Linked DNA regions of Arachis hypogaea: region 1 is linked to region 2. The links are chromatin contacts, called in public Hi-C maps. All regions are on one chromosome and are shown on one strand. Each heading gives the region's core, a stretch centred on a gene start, on an enhancer-like site or on the middle of the called end of the contact. The rest is flanking DNA. Distances are from core to core; before and after follow the strand shown.

The links. Hi-C and Micro-C count contacts between places; a contact is called where the count stands out from the background.
Region 1: a contact with region 2 is called in a Hi-C map of leaf, with 3 times the contacts expected there. The contact joins the promoter of LOC112698176 here to the promoter of LOC112805571 in region 2. A contact is called at or near these places in 2 of 8 Hi-C or Micro-C datasets (both in leaf).

The regions. Positions count from the first base shown.
Region 1 is chr6:57,254,818-57,261,861 of arahy.Tifrunner.gnm2.J5K5, forward strand. It overlaps LOC112698176 (threonine dehydratase biosynthetic, chloroplastic-like), which reads left to right and starts at 3,934. Exons shown (of 6, transcript XM_072197018.1): 1 at 3,934-4,037; 2 at 4,545-4,615; 3 at 4,776-4,893; 4 at 5,183-5,317; 5 at 5,412-5,554; 6 at 6,344-6,921. The coding sequence starts at 4,554. The coding sequence ends at 6,344. It overlaps LOC112696624 (E3 ubiquitin-protein ligase UPL7), which reads right to left. Exons shown (of 14, transcript XM_025749450.3): 14 at 6,289-6,730. The coding sequence ends at 6,647. It overlaps LOC112696623 (a long non-coding RNA gene), which reads left to right and starts at 250. Exons shown (of 3, transcript XR_003150816.3): 1 at 250-501; 2 at 946-1,008; 3 at 1,504-1,863.
Region 2 is chr6:57,114,303-57,121,467 of arahy.Tifrunner.gnm2.J5K5, forward strand. LOC112805571 (protein FAR1-RELATED SEQUENCE 5-like) reads left to right here and starts at 2,623. Exons shown (of 4, transcript XM_025847937.1): 1 at 2,623-3,650; 2 at 3,733-4,684; 3 at 4,789-4,869; 4 at 5,145-5,336. The coding sequence starts at 2,623. The coding sequence ends at 5,336. It overlaps LOC112696621 (a long non-coding RNA gene), which reads right to left and starts at 645. Exons shown (of 2, transcript XR_003150815.3): 1 at 396-645.

The sequences.
Region 1 (7,044 bases), core at 2,684-5,183, 140 kb after region 2:
TTCTCATTAATTGCAAGGCTCCACTAATGGCTTAACCATGGGGTGTAACCAAGGTTTTGAAAATCGAACCGGAAGAGCTGGTCAAACCGATTCAACCGGGGACCGGCACTAAAAACGGTTCAGTCCGCTATTAATAACCGCTGAAAAAAACCGTTTGTAAATTGTCGAACCGGCCAAAAACCGGTCGGTTGGACCGGACCGGTAACCGACCGGTTCGAATAAAATGACATCGTTTGTTATTTAAAAAGAAACTGGAGCAAGCCCAAGTCTTCGTGAGCCAACCCCCTTCTTCCCCAATCATTCGTGAATCGTCCTAATCCTGGAGAACTCTCAAGCCAAGGGAAACTCTAGCCCTTCATCGCCGCCGCCGTTCCCAGGTCCACAGCGCCACCACCGTCCCCAGGTCGTCAGCGCCGCTGCTTCTTCCTCTCCCCCGTGTCCGAAACCTAGTAGCGCGGCACGTCGTCTTCATCTTCGCATGCTTTCCGGCACGGAGCCCAGGTTAGTGACTTCTCATCTTCATCTTAACTGATTGTTCGGTCTTCTTCTTGGTTTGAACTTTGAAGTTCTGAAATTGTTGTTCTTTGGTCTTCTTCTTCGGTCTTCTTGTTCCATTTTTGTTCCATTTTTAGTGTGACTGTTTTCAATTTTTGGTCTTCTTCTTCGGTCTTCTTCTTCTTTACTGATGGCTCGTTTCCTCTGTTAGTTTGTTACTCTATTTTAGTGTGACTGTTTTCTATTTGCTCAATGGCTCGATTGCTCTGTTAGTTTACTGATGGCTCTGTTAGTTTGTTACTCTGGTTTACTAGTTGTTGATGGCTCCAAATTTTTTTGTTCTTTTTTTTTTTCAGGTATTTATTCATTTATTTTTCGGTTTGATGCGATTTTGCTATTTATTCATTATTTATTTAATTTTGCCATTTTTCTACCCCTATATATAAACAGTGGCACAAGAAGAGTATGCGAACAATGGAAATGCTACTGGGGATTTAAATTCCGATGATAGAGGTAAGTGGTTTATGTTTCCATGTGATTGTGATGTTAATTTTTTGCATGCGGATACAATACGAATTTGTGGAAATGATTATGAGAAAATGCATAACTGCAATTACTGTAATAGAATAACGCAAATTTAAGTCATTTGAGCATTCTTTTTTGTTTTTGTGTGGCGGAAAAGAGAAGAGCTTGTTAGTGTGTCTTATTTGGTTTTTTACTGTATAGAACATTTTAGTGTTTTGGAATGTTTCATAATATGCTAAATGCTTAATGCTGTAGGCAGATTTTAGTGTTTTGTAGTTGCTGGTTTTTGGAATGCTGAATGCTGGTTTTGCTGAAATGTTTTGGGTGAAGCTTTTTTTGTTACTCTGTTTTGGACTTTTGGTTTGTTTGTTACTGAATGCTGTAGGCAGATTTTAGATATGGTCATGTTTTAACTTTTTATAAATTAATTCATGTATACCCATCATGCATATTATTGATTCAATTCATTATGTATGTATGTAGGTATTGAGCGATGAAGTATTTTCAAAACAATTCTGATGACAACAATCATCTCACACACAGTGGCAATGATCCACATGCCAAGAAAAAGGCACATGTCATACAAGAACAGAACAATGCAAAGTATAGGAACAGATATTTTATCTATTGTTTATAATTTATTTATTTTATTATTCTAAAACGGTTTTTTCGGTTGAACCACCGGTTAGACCGATTAGACCAATAAACCAGTTACTAGAATAGTTTGATGACTGATTCGGTTTTCAAAACCTTGGGTGTAACTATGATTAAATGACTTTTGTTATGACAAAGGAAGAGAATATAGTTTGTGAGCTAATCATGATTAGTTCTTCCTCCTCTCAATCTTGATCATGGTTCGGTCATGAAAAAAGAGAAAAAGAAAGTGGTTTGATTAATTATGGTTCTTAGTGGATTAGTGGTTCGGTTTAAGTTCGGTTAGATTTTAATTAAGCTTAAGTGTTTCGATTCTTTATTTTTCTTTTAGATAATATTTCTATTGACTTTACGAATTTAGATTGAAAATAGCTTTCTTGAAGGTTTGGCCAAATTGCTAAATAGAGGAAAGAAAACGGTTTAATAACTAAACCGTAAGATTACCGTTTTCAAATCGTATTAGTTTAAATAACCCGCAATTGAGATATTAGCCGCTGAGAGTATCTCAACTTTAGATCAAGCATAGAACATTCTACTAAGCTAATTCAATCAAGAAAAGCTAGTAGTAAGGATTCCATAGATGAATTTAACTCGATGGTCAAATTCATCGTTATCGATAGGTTTTTGGCTTAGGACACGTTTTTTTCTCTCACGGTATATCTATTATTTTCACTTATCAAGTATAAATTAGCCTTATTATTTTATGATGTGGTGATTCTCAAATATTTATCGAATTTCTCATCACAGGATTTCTGAGAATAACTCTGTAGAGAATCGAGGTGTTATAGGGCACAAGTCCCAGATATGGCTTTTCAGATGCATACAGTGTGCATATAAGTCTTACGGCCAGACCACATACAATGTGACTTTTAAATGTATTTCAATATGCTTACATCTGAAAAACAGTTCTCAGTGTGTGGACGTCAGTGTGTGGACGTCTCCACTATACATTTGGCACTAAGGCCCAAGCAAGGTCGTACCTGTGGCAGGCAGTTTTTTAAAGCTTTTTCTTTATCTTTATCCTCTGCTCTCCTATGGCAGAGATCCCATTAGTTAGTACATTCTTTTCTTTTCTGTTCTCTACTCTCTTGTGGCAGAGATTCGTTAAATTCTTTTAATCTTTGTTCTCTGCCCTCCTGTGGCAGAGATTCCTTTAATTATACATTCATTTCCTTTATATTTTCTGCTCTCTTATGGAAGAGGTTTTTTAAAGTCTTTTATTCTTTGCTCTCTATTCTACTGTGGTAGAGATTTCTTTGATTTTTTTTCTTTTCTTTTTTTTTCTTCTTTTCTTTCTTATCATTTCACTATATAAATTATCTTTTAAATAAAATATTAATATATTATATTGACACAAGTAATGCTAGTATTAATAATAAAAGAATATTAACATTATTATTTTTATATCGAAACCTACTTATTAAGGTTCTATTCTTTAAACTTTTAGGAATTATACTCTAATTTCAAGCTTTTAAACATTTTACCTTTTACCCCAATATTTTATAAAATTACTAATTTTAATTTCATATATAGTAAAATTACTAATTTAATTTTATATTTTTAGAAATAATCTTGATTTTTTAAATAATATTCGGATTACTCCGAAATTTTTACTTTTTACTCAAAATACCCCCAAAACTTATATAATTATTATCTTTTAACCCCGATCTTTTATCAAACTACATTTCCATATTCAAAAATAATATTTGTGTTGGTGACAAACACTTTCAAAACGAAAATCTTTTATTGTGATATTTCAAAATATATACTTGATTTTAAATCTATTTTCGAGCTTTTCGGTTGCCGATTTTTCACCGCATTTAAATTTAGTTCCTCGACCGACCATTAAACCTCACCCATTTTATTCAAAAACTAACACAATGACAGTCCCAAATCAACCTTATTATCACGGTTTGGGTAGCACAAACATGATTGAATCACAAGTTTAATCACATATAGCAATATATCAACAAAATTTAATATAAAATCAACCAAACTCCATCAATAATCAATCACAACAGCCACTTACTTATCCAACACAAATTTAATTAGTGAGAATTTATGTAAACTCCACCTCCGTAAGAAATAAAAATACTCGGAATTTTATAAAAATTTTTTGACCGAACTGTCGAAGAAGAAAATGTCAGAAATCGATTTCTTTGCCAAGAACACCAAAGGGCCGAACTTTCAAAGAAAAGAAGAGCTATGTTATCATCAACTTTTACCGAATAAAAGTAATACCAACACATAAAGGAGGAAGATACAAACATTTTAATTGAGTTAGATTTTTTATTGGAGTTATGGATTGCAAAAAAGTTAAAGTCGGAAGATGAAAGGGAGTCGCGGTTTCCCTCCCTCACTCGGTACACTTCTCTTCCCTTATTTCCTTGATTTTGGTTCGGTGATTCATTAGGAAAAATGAAAGATGATGATGTTGATTAAGGAAAATTGTAAATATGTGTCACTGTTATATATATATCCGTTAGCCACGTTTTTCATTTCTTTCTTTTCCTTTCCTAATGATTCGGCCTTGATGAATGATTTTGATCAAAGGAGGAGAGTTAGTTTGATAATTGAGGTGTCATGATTCCATCTGATCCACGGTCATATTTATATATATATATACATATAAGCTAAGTTTTCATTTCTTTTCTTTTGTTTGGCTTCCTTAATGGCTTCGGCCATTGGGTATATATATAATCACAAATGAGAGGCTGTTCTGGCAACCATTATGCCAGAGGATCCTGGTAGTTTTAAACAGTTTTGTCAATTGGTATGTCTATGCTGCTTTACCAATCATTTTTTCTTTCCATTTTTTTCCCCTGAATAATATCCTTCATATTTGAACTGATTATCTTCTGGTTTGGCAGGTAGGGCAGATGAACATCACAGAATTCAAGTATAGATTTAATTCCAATGAGAAGGCCGTTGTCCTTTACAGGTAAGGAGAGTTGCATGAAAAGCTGATCCTTTTTCTTTGTGGTTTCTTTCATTTTCATTGTTTTCTGGTTTTCAATTATATATTTTCTGTGGTAGATACATTTTGACATGTATTTTTCCAAAGAGATCCATGACAGTTCTTTTTCTGACTTTGTGTGCAGCGTTGGGGTTCACACGGTCTCAGAACTAAAAGCAATGAAAGAGAGAATGGAGTCTTGTCAGCTTAAAACTTACAATGTCATAGAAACTGACTTGATGAAAGATCACCTTCATTACCTGGTAATTGTGTTTGGGACAAAATGATCTTTTAGGATAGTTTGTCATGTCTGCCACACTGTGCAAGATTGAAATACAATATCTAAGCTAATTCGTTTCAATAAATCCTAAGCTGCTTTTTCTTAGTACTCAAGGTCAAATCAAGCAGTTAGCATGGAGAAAATTAAGTTTGATCAAATGCCTAATAGCTGCTCAATGTGAATTACTTTATTTTCTTGCGATAACCTTTTATTGCTATTGACGATTGTTTGCTATCATGCCATGTTTACTTTGCTTTTGAACTCATGACTAGATGGGAGGCCGTTCAAACGTTCAAAATGAGGTTCTTTGTCGTTTCATCTTTCCGGAAAGACCTGGTGCTCTAATGAAGTTCTTGGATTCATTAGGTCCACGATGGAATATTAGCTTGTTCCATTATCGTGGGCAGGTGAGAATTTGTAGTTTCCTAACGCAAGCTAATTTCTTTCTTTTTGATCAAATATTATGTATATACGATTGCAATATTTATGGTTCTTGAACAGGGTGAAACTGGAGCAAATGTGTTGGTAGGAATACAAGTACCAAGAGTTGAGATGGATGAATTCCATGATCGTGCTAACAGACTTGGATATGAGTATACGCTGGTGAACAATGATGACTTTTACCATCTCCTAATGCGTTCATGGTTAGGGTTTTTATGATTCGTGCAAGATAATACTATCAAGTTTGTTCAACTGTTGGTTTCAAATATAGGATTCACAGGAAACTATTCAGTGCTCCTAAATCCTAATGTAGCTTCTAGGTTTGCGTTCATTATACTTGCAAAGTGACACTGACAAAAAAAAAAAAAAAAAACTGAAATGCCATATTACGAGTGAAATGAATGCAATCCTAGCTAGTTCTTGAAAGAGCACCAAATAATTTCAAAACTGAATGGTCTTCCAATATGCAGCAATTTGCATAATTTTTGTTGGCTATACTATAACTTTGTTATAGAACAGTCTCTTGTGTAAAGAATATGTGGATAGTGTTCATTAAAAATTTATAAATATTGAAAATAATTTCGTTTTAGAAAGTTAGATTTACTTAGTTCAGATAATTATGCTTGATATACTTCAAATTCAAATTTACTAGTCAGTAGGACACTAATCATTTAAACCAAAATTAAAATTTATTTCTGGAAGTTCCATTATGATGGTTAGGGTCTTAGTTTCATTAATCAGTAGTAATAGGACCCCTGTTAATAAAGCAAGAAAAAAAAAAGGTTTGAATAGATCTTTTCAGCTTTCTGGTGTGCAGTATTCAATACTTTGAAACCTAAATCACTTATTTTTTTTAATGCAAAAAGTACCTTTCTTAAAAGGTTAGATAAATCCTATATCTGGGGATAAAGTGAATAAAATAGTAAACGAAAGCTCGAAAGCAAATAAATAACATATTTTAATTGCAAAATGATCGCTATTTGCATTTACAGAGTTGGTTCAAATAACCAGTCGTATACTGTTTCCAATATGAACATACTACGGAAGTACAGAATCTCCCACGGATTGGAAGAATGGACGAAGTAACAAACATATCATCAACTGGCTGTTTGGAAAAGCATTACTCTGGAAGCAAATAATGTGTTGCCAAAACGAACCGGGATTCAATTTCCTTTACCAAACATTTTACAGAGCACTCTTGGGGGAGATTCATGGACTAAACTTGTGCTACTTTTATCTACCAGCCTTTGCGGATATGATACCAAATAAAGAGGATCTTAACTACCTGACGTGAATCAAGAAAGTTCAAATCCAGCATTTGAGGTAATAGCATATAGCAGCTTCGTTCTCAATGTGCCAGGTCGTTTGTACGTTGGAAGCTGTAGTCATTGGAATACGGAAAAAATAAGTAAAGATTTCCTGTTCTTTTATTAGCTTGAAAAACTTCAAATAATACCTTTATATCAATGACTTTAATCACTACAAGAGTGCATCTTGTGAGGTGTACAAAGTCCACGTTACTAGAAAAACGGTTATAAGACATTTGATATGATATATGAAAATACAAAAAGTTCAAGATCGCTCCAATGTTCAACTTCACAACTCACAACTCACAACCAACATGGCAATCTTGAATTTCAAATTTCGGACAGCCAAATTCCAAGTACCATATAAAGAGCAGCCATACCATGTG
Region 2 (7,165 bases), core at 1,373-3,872:
TACTCTAATTGGCATATAAATTCCAATAAAAACTAAAACTTTAAAAACAACAAAACAACCCAAAGAGTCATCCAAAGTATTACACCAAATAACATGAAGAGAAAAAGAGTACATAGAAGCAATAGAAGAATAGCAGCACTCAAGATTCACCTTCAGACAAAGATAAAACAGAGCAAAACACCACACGCACACTCAACCGACCCAAAAGCAAAAACCCCTTTTTACAGAACAAGAAATAGGTCAAAATCCATGAACCACCAAAATCAATTCAGAAAGAAAGCAACCCATCAAAGTAAACAGAGAAAAGACAAGTGATCTTGGCGACACAGAGCAAGGCAAGCTCGGCTATCAGATCCTTATCCACTGACCCAGAAGCAAGAAGGAAAACCGGTTACCCGCACTTGTGACGGCGAGTCGGCGACAGCGAAACCAATTCACAAAGAAGAGAGAGTTTCAGTCTGACAATTGAGAGAGAGAAACGTTCTTTGAGAGAGATGTGAGAAAATTCAGGAAAGATGAAGGATACTAGAACCATTCTTTTCAATATTTTTTGTTCTTTTAGATGTGTTTTTTTTTTTCCTTTTGTATGAATGATCATAAGAAATTAGGGTTTATGGAAAACCATAAACATGTTTAAGTGTACATAAATAATTAATTAGATGTTTTAAATTTAAATGGATAGTTTTTGTCCAATATAAAAAAAATATTTAAGTTTTTTTTATAAAATTAAATAAAAATATATTTTTTATTTTTATTAAATTATAAAAATATTTTAGTAAAAATATTGATATGATATATATTTTTTAAAAAAAATTAATTACTAATGGAGATAATATAATTTATATCATATTTTATTATTTGTCTACAATTTTATCACAATTTTATCATATCAGTACGTATAAATTTATTATCCTATCATAATAAACATCTAATTTTTTATCACATAATTATACTTGATATAGTGGGCGTTGACCATTCTTAATATAAATTTTATCACGTATATCTTCTTTTTAAGAATTCGATATTTCCTTGTGGAATTAATAAGATAGAGCAAAAATTATTTTTAAAGCTAACAGGGTTTATTTAATTAAAAAGGATCATTTATGTTATGAATTTATTTATTTTGTATTTTTAAGATACATATTAATATTATAAAATTAAAAAATTTTATTAAAAATATAAAAAAATTAAATAGGAATATTTAAAATTTTTTAATAATAATAAAGTTATCATGTACATAAACAGGGTAGCTAAATTCTTATGTTATAATTGTTAAAAGAAATTTTAACATGATAAAACTAAACATTATTGGTGATTTCTTCCAAACCCATGGCAATTTTGTGGGTAAGTTACCCTTGTACATGTGTCATCATCTCAGCCATTGATCAAATAAAATTTTCAACCTTGCATTAATACATTCATTGATAATAGCAAAAGCCTTTAATGAACATATACTATAATAAATACTACATTAATTATTGTATACATATACTATATAGTGTATTGGGGAACATTTATAATTATAATTTATAATCTCTAACTTGTTTTTCATTTTATAAAATACCCTCCATCACTTTCTGAAATTCAACATGCATGTCTCACAAGCCTTTAATTCATGTTTCACTTCCTGGAAAACACATAGAACCCACTACCCGGTGGTTTTTTCGCCTTCGTTCTATACCCGCTACCCAACCCTGAAATTTGTTATCCTAGAACCCACTACCGAACCCTGTTTGATTTTTTCACCTTCGTTCTATACCCAGCGTCCATTTAGCAAGAATGATATCCTTCGAGTAACAGGTTCCGGAACTGGTACTCTGCTTTCGTCGGATTGGCGTCGACGTCAACTGAGGAGAGGGCGAACGCTAAACTGATGTGGCTCCGGTAGAGAAATTTGTAGCAGAACTTCTGCTAGATCCGAAGCTGTGGCTGCTGGAAGCTAGTTTACCAACAATCAATTTTCGGCTGCCTTCGAATTAGGTGCGTCGGATTAGGTAAAGGTGACCTCCCTCCGACTCCGACAGTGCATTTTTTATCCGTTGAAGCTCAACCTCTGCTTGTCAGCAAGGTATGTCCAGATTAGTTCAATTTGGATGATAGTCTATGCCTTTTTAACGGTTCTCTGTTTAGGGTGTTGGGTTGCTATCCTTGAATTTGGAAATTAAGTTACATTATCTAGTTCTATGCTGTGGCTAGCTTTGGGGAATTCAAATTAAAACCTAATACTGGGGTCGAAAACAATTGTGTTAGTTTAATTGGTTTTGGTTCATTTAATTTTACATGCAGCTTAGTTTAGCTTCCCGTAGTTGCTGCCATTGGCTCTGTTTATTGACATTTTTTGGTAAAATTATGACAGGGGTTAAATTATGTCCATAAAGGAGGATGATGTTAAGAATGATTCTGATAATGATTTGGGTGATGATTTCGATTATCAACCGAATGCAGAAGATGATGCTGATGACGACGATGTGGATTCGCTGGATTCCACTAGCAAGAGTGAACAAGTTTGTGGTGTAAAAAGAATAGCGGATTTAATGGTGGAGGATATTTGGAACCTGGAGTTTAGGACGGAGGATGGCTTGCCAATTTTATAACGCTTATTCTTGTTGGCATGGATTTGTAATGAGGAAGGACGACGTGGTTAGGGATAATCAAGGTAGAATCATTAGCAGGCAACTTGTTTGCAACAAAGAGGGCTGGAGAAATATGAGGTATCTTGATATGGATGATAGATCAAGGGAGGCAAGGTCACTAACGCGAACCAAGTGTCCAGCTCGGCTTAGGGTAAAGCTTGACTACGGCTGCGGTAGATGGAAGGTATCATGTTTTGTGGAATCTCACAACCACGATCTGACGCCACCCCAATTTGCGCATCTGGTACCGGCCAATCGTTGTATAACTTTCACTGATAGAGTTCAAGTGGAAAATCTTCATAATTTTGGTGTCAAGAGCTGCCATATTATGGGGTATATTGCATTCCAGAAGAGTGGATATCGTCATGCTGGCTTCACACGGAAAGATTTGTATAACCACATCGATCGCTATCATCGGGCAAAAGTTAAAAACGGGGATGCCAATGCGGCAATAAACTATTTGATTGGCAAGTCAAACAACGATCCGCTGTTCTTTGGAAAGTATACGTTCACTAGTGACGAAAGGCTGGAGCATATTTTCTGGGCAGATGGGCAGTCAATTATCGACTATCACTGCTTTGGAGATATTGTTGCCTTTGATTCAACCTACAAGAAGAATAAATACAACAAGCCTTTGGTCATTTTCTCTGGATGCAATCATCACGGGCAGACTGTTATCTTCGGCTTCGGCCTACTATCCGACGAAACCACAGAGACGTATAAGTGGTTGTTGGAAACCTTTGTTGAAGCGATGGGTGGGAAAAGTCCAAAAGCAATAATAACTGACGGAGACCTTGCCATGCGAGATGCAATCAAGAATGTTCTGCCTGATGCGACCCATCGGTTATGCGGATGGCATCTACAGAGAAATGCATGTGAAAATATAAAGAATCCTAATTTCATGCGCGATTTTAAGTGTCTTATATACGATAACAACGACCAGAGAGACTTTGATCAGACATGGGCAGCCATTTTGGATAAGCACAACCTTGTTGGAAGTACTTGGATGGAAAAGACGTACGAAACTCGTGAGATGTGGTCCCATTGTTTCCTCCGGGATAAGTTTTTCGGTTACATAAGGTATAAATTCTCTCATCAGATTTTATGTTAATCGCAAGAACACCCTCATTGACTTCATGCATAACCTGGATAGGGCCTTAAAGGAGTATAGAAACAACGAGTTAATAGCTGACTTTAAGTCTCAGTGCTCAGAGCCAGTGATGATTACCTCGTTGGAGGTATATGAAAGATCTGCATCATGTTATTTCACGCGAAACATTTTCAAGGAAATTCGTAATGAGATTCAGAGGGCAGGGGCTTTGAATATAACGGTACTAAGCACAACTTTGGACAAGGTAGAGTTTAGTGTGACTGCTCTCGGAGACCTGGCCAAAGATCGACGGGTGGAAGTCGATAGAGGTAAGAATCTGTTCTCGTGCTCGTGCAAGCTGTTTGAATCACGTGGTATTCCCTGTAGTCATATCTTCTGTGCCATGAAGTTCGAAAACATACTTGAGTTTCCAGATTCGTTGATATACAAAAGGTGGACAAAAAATGCAAAGAACGAATTTATTAGCACAGAAATGCCTGTGAATGATGTCATCAAAAGGGTCTTAAAGTTTCGAGTTGGAGCATTGGCATTGAATTGCAACAAGCTGTGTGATATTGCTTGCAAGGATCTTGCAGACTTTGATGAAGTCCAGTCTGAACTTGTCAATTTAGTTATCCGCCTGCAGTCACGCAAACAAGGCAAGTCAACTCCTAATGTTAACGTGGAAGGCATCAACGATCCCTTTGTTGTCAAAAGCAAAGGAGCCCCTTCCAAGAGGTCTTCTTGGAGGAAGAAGAGATCATGCTCTAATTGCCACAAGTACGGTCATTACTACAAGCGCTGTCCAGATTTGATGCAGCATAGTGTGGAAGGTAACCATCGCGATCGATCATACGGCAATGCATCAGCCAAGGACTCAGGTTTTAGTCCAGAAAGGTTTGCTAATTCTTCGAGGTCGTTCTCAATTAAGTCCGAACACCACTCAGGACCTAATACCAAGGTACGATTTGTTTATTCTAAATAGACTCCTGCTGTGAAAATCTTGTTCGGTGTATGTCCCTTTAAAAACCATTAAACTATGTGAATGCTCCTCTGTTTGGGCAGCGTTTTAAAAAGGGTGGAACAAGGAAGTTTACGGCGACGGGTATGAGGAACCGGAAGGGTAAAGACAACACTTTTGTCGAGGTAATTTTTTTGAATATAAACATCTAATTTCCGTGTCATGAACTGGGTAAATTAATGAAGATCTCCTTCTTCTTGTCTTAAAAAAATTTATAAAACATCGGAGCCTCCATGAAAGCAGCGAATCCATTGACACGAATGGTGTTTTCAATGAAAATCTCGACTCGTTAACACAGGTGTGATGCGTAAAACTCCTCTTAACCACTTTGCGATCAATGACCATTATGGTTTTATGCATTATTATAGTTTCTGATTGGGGATTATGATGTTATCAGCAGGTGAAGGAGTCACAGCAGGACAAGATACATTCATTCACGAACTATGAATGCGATAATGATGTCATTGATGATAAATGTGACACACGACATGTGCATATCGATGTCCGAGATCAGTTACCATCGTCACTGCCTTGTGGCAACAAACAAGGATCGTACATGGCATTGTTCGCGTCGATGCATAGGACACTTTGACCATTTCAAGGAATTAGTCTTCTGAATTTAGTGCAATGCAAGTATAATTGGTTCTAAAAGCCTGATCTATCCTGATTTACTAATCGCAATGTATTTGTCACTGCTTGGTATTGAGGAGTTTTAAGTTGTATTTATTTACGTTAACTATGAATATGTCCATTAGGGTGATAATTATGTTCGATTATATGTATGTGATTTGCTTACATTGCTGTATTCTCGTTGCAGTAAATTGTGGTTGACTTTCGGGTAACGACTTGCTACCATTGTGATTATGCAATTCAGTTGATCAATTAGAGTTGTGTAAATTGATTTTTTCCCTACTTAGTCCATTATGATGACAATAATGTTGAATAATATGCATGTGTTTTGCTTACATTGTTGTAGTTTAGTTGCAGTTTATTGTGGTTGCATTTGGGGTAAGGACTTCCAACCATTGTGGTTATGCAATACAGTTGGAAAAATATAGCTGTGTTAATTGATTTTTTTTTACCTTTTTAGTGCATTTGATTTACCAACCAAATTATTAGATTGAATGGGTTGTATTCTCCAAGGTTGAATTGTTCATACATGGTTTTAAATCTCTTTTGTAATGTTGAGGTTGTGAATCTACTTTGTATGAAAGTAGTTTGAAATATATATAGATATATGAAGCAGAAGATTCGTAAACACAAACACATTTCTATTCGCTCATATCATAGTTTCGATTATTAGGTTCAATAACATTTTGATGTTATTAGAGTCTTACATACTGACAGAATTTAACACTATGAACAATAAATGTTTGAAACACTGCGGACATTTCCTTTAAGTTGTACAATAGCGAATATTTCTATGTTATGAGCTACTTGACTACGGCATGACTTTACTTTGATAGGCAGGGTTTTGCTTCCTGGGATTGAGAGCTTGAATGTTTCCAAAATGTAGTCATCCTGCATCCGTAACATTGTTGACTATTATAACCTGATATTAAGAAAACTCATCACGACAACTATACACAATAGATGAATCAAAAGAATCAATTAATTCAGTAAACCTGAAAAAAAAGGATCCACGAAAATGCTACTTACCCTTTAGCGTTTGGGTTCTAGGTTCTTCATCAATTTCCTTTCCCAGTGTTCTACCTATATACACAACAACAGCCTATGTGAAATATAAGTATATAAATTCAAAGAAATACATCACATGGACCAACCATCCATTAGTCGGATTCTTTTAATAGCTCTACTACATGCACCCAAACACCATCCATGACACTTGTACTCTAAATTAGAAAAAAGAAGCATTTTTTTACCTCTAGACGGATATCTTCCGTGGGAAAATGAATCGGTACCGCAGCACAAGTGGCTAAGTTGGTTTGGGAATGGTACTTCTCGTTTTCACCATCTTCCTGAACTCTTGGGGGAGAAGCAACGTCATCTCTTCCCTTTGCGCATCCTCGTCGTGCATTAAGATGAGATATCATTAGTTAATATTTTGCTTTTTTCTTCCGTGCAGGAGTATGTGGAAAAGGTACAGCGATCGTAAGTACAACCGTTCGTGAAACATAGACGGATTTCCGCTACGTATGAAAATTATGAATTACTCAAGACAAAACCCAAGGCAGTATTATCGAGGTCTGTAGCCGATGTCATGTTGTCGAACTTTAATTTAGTGTGTCAAGCCGACTACAGAATACATTCCTTGTTCGGCTAAGTGGGAAGGAGTATCAACTCAAATTTTATCAGAGCTACCAACGAGTGATGGAATAAAAGTCAGACGGAGGAAGGTAGATGATAGTGTCTGGTTGAATGAAGGTTGGTATGCACTTCCTGAGTTCTTAAGACTAAAGC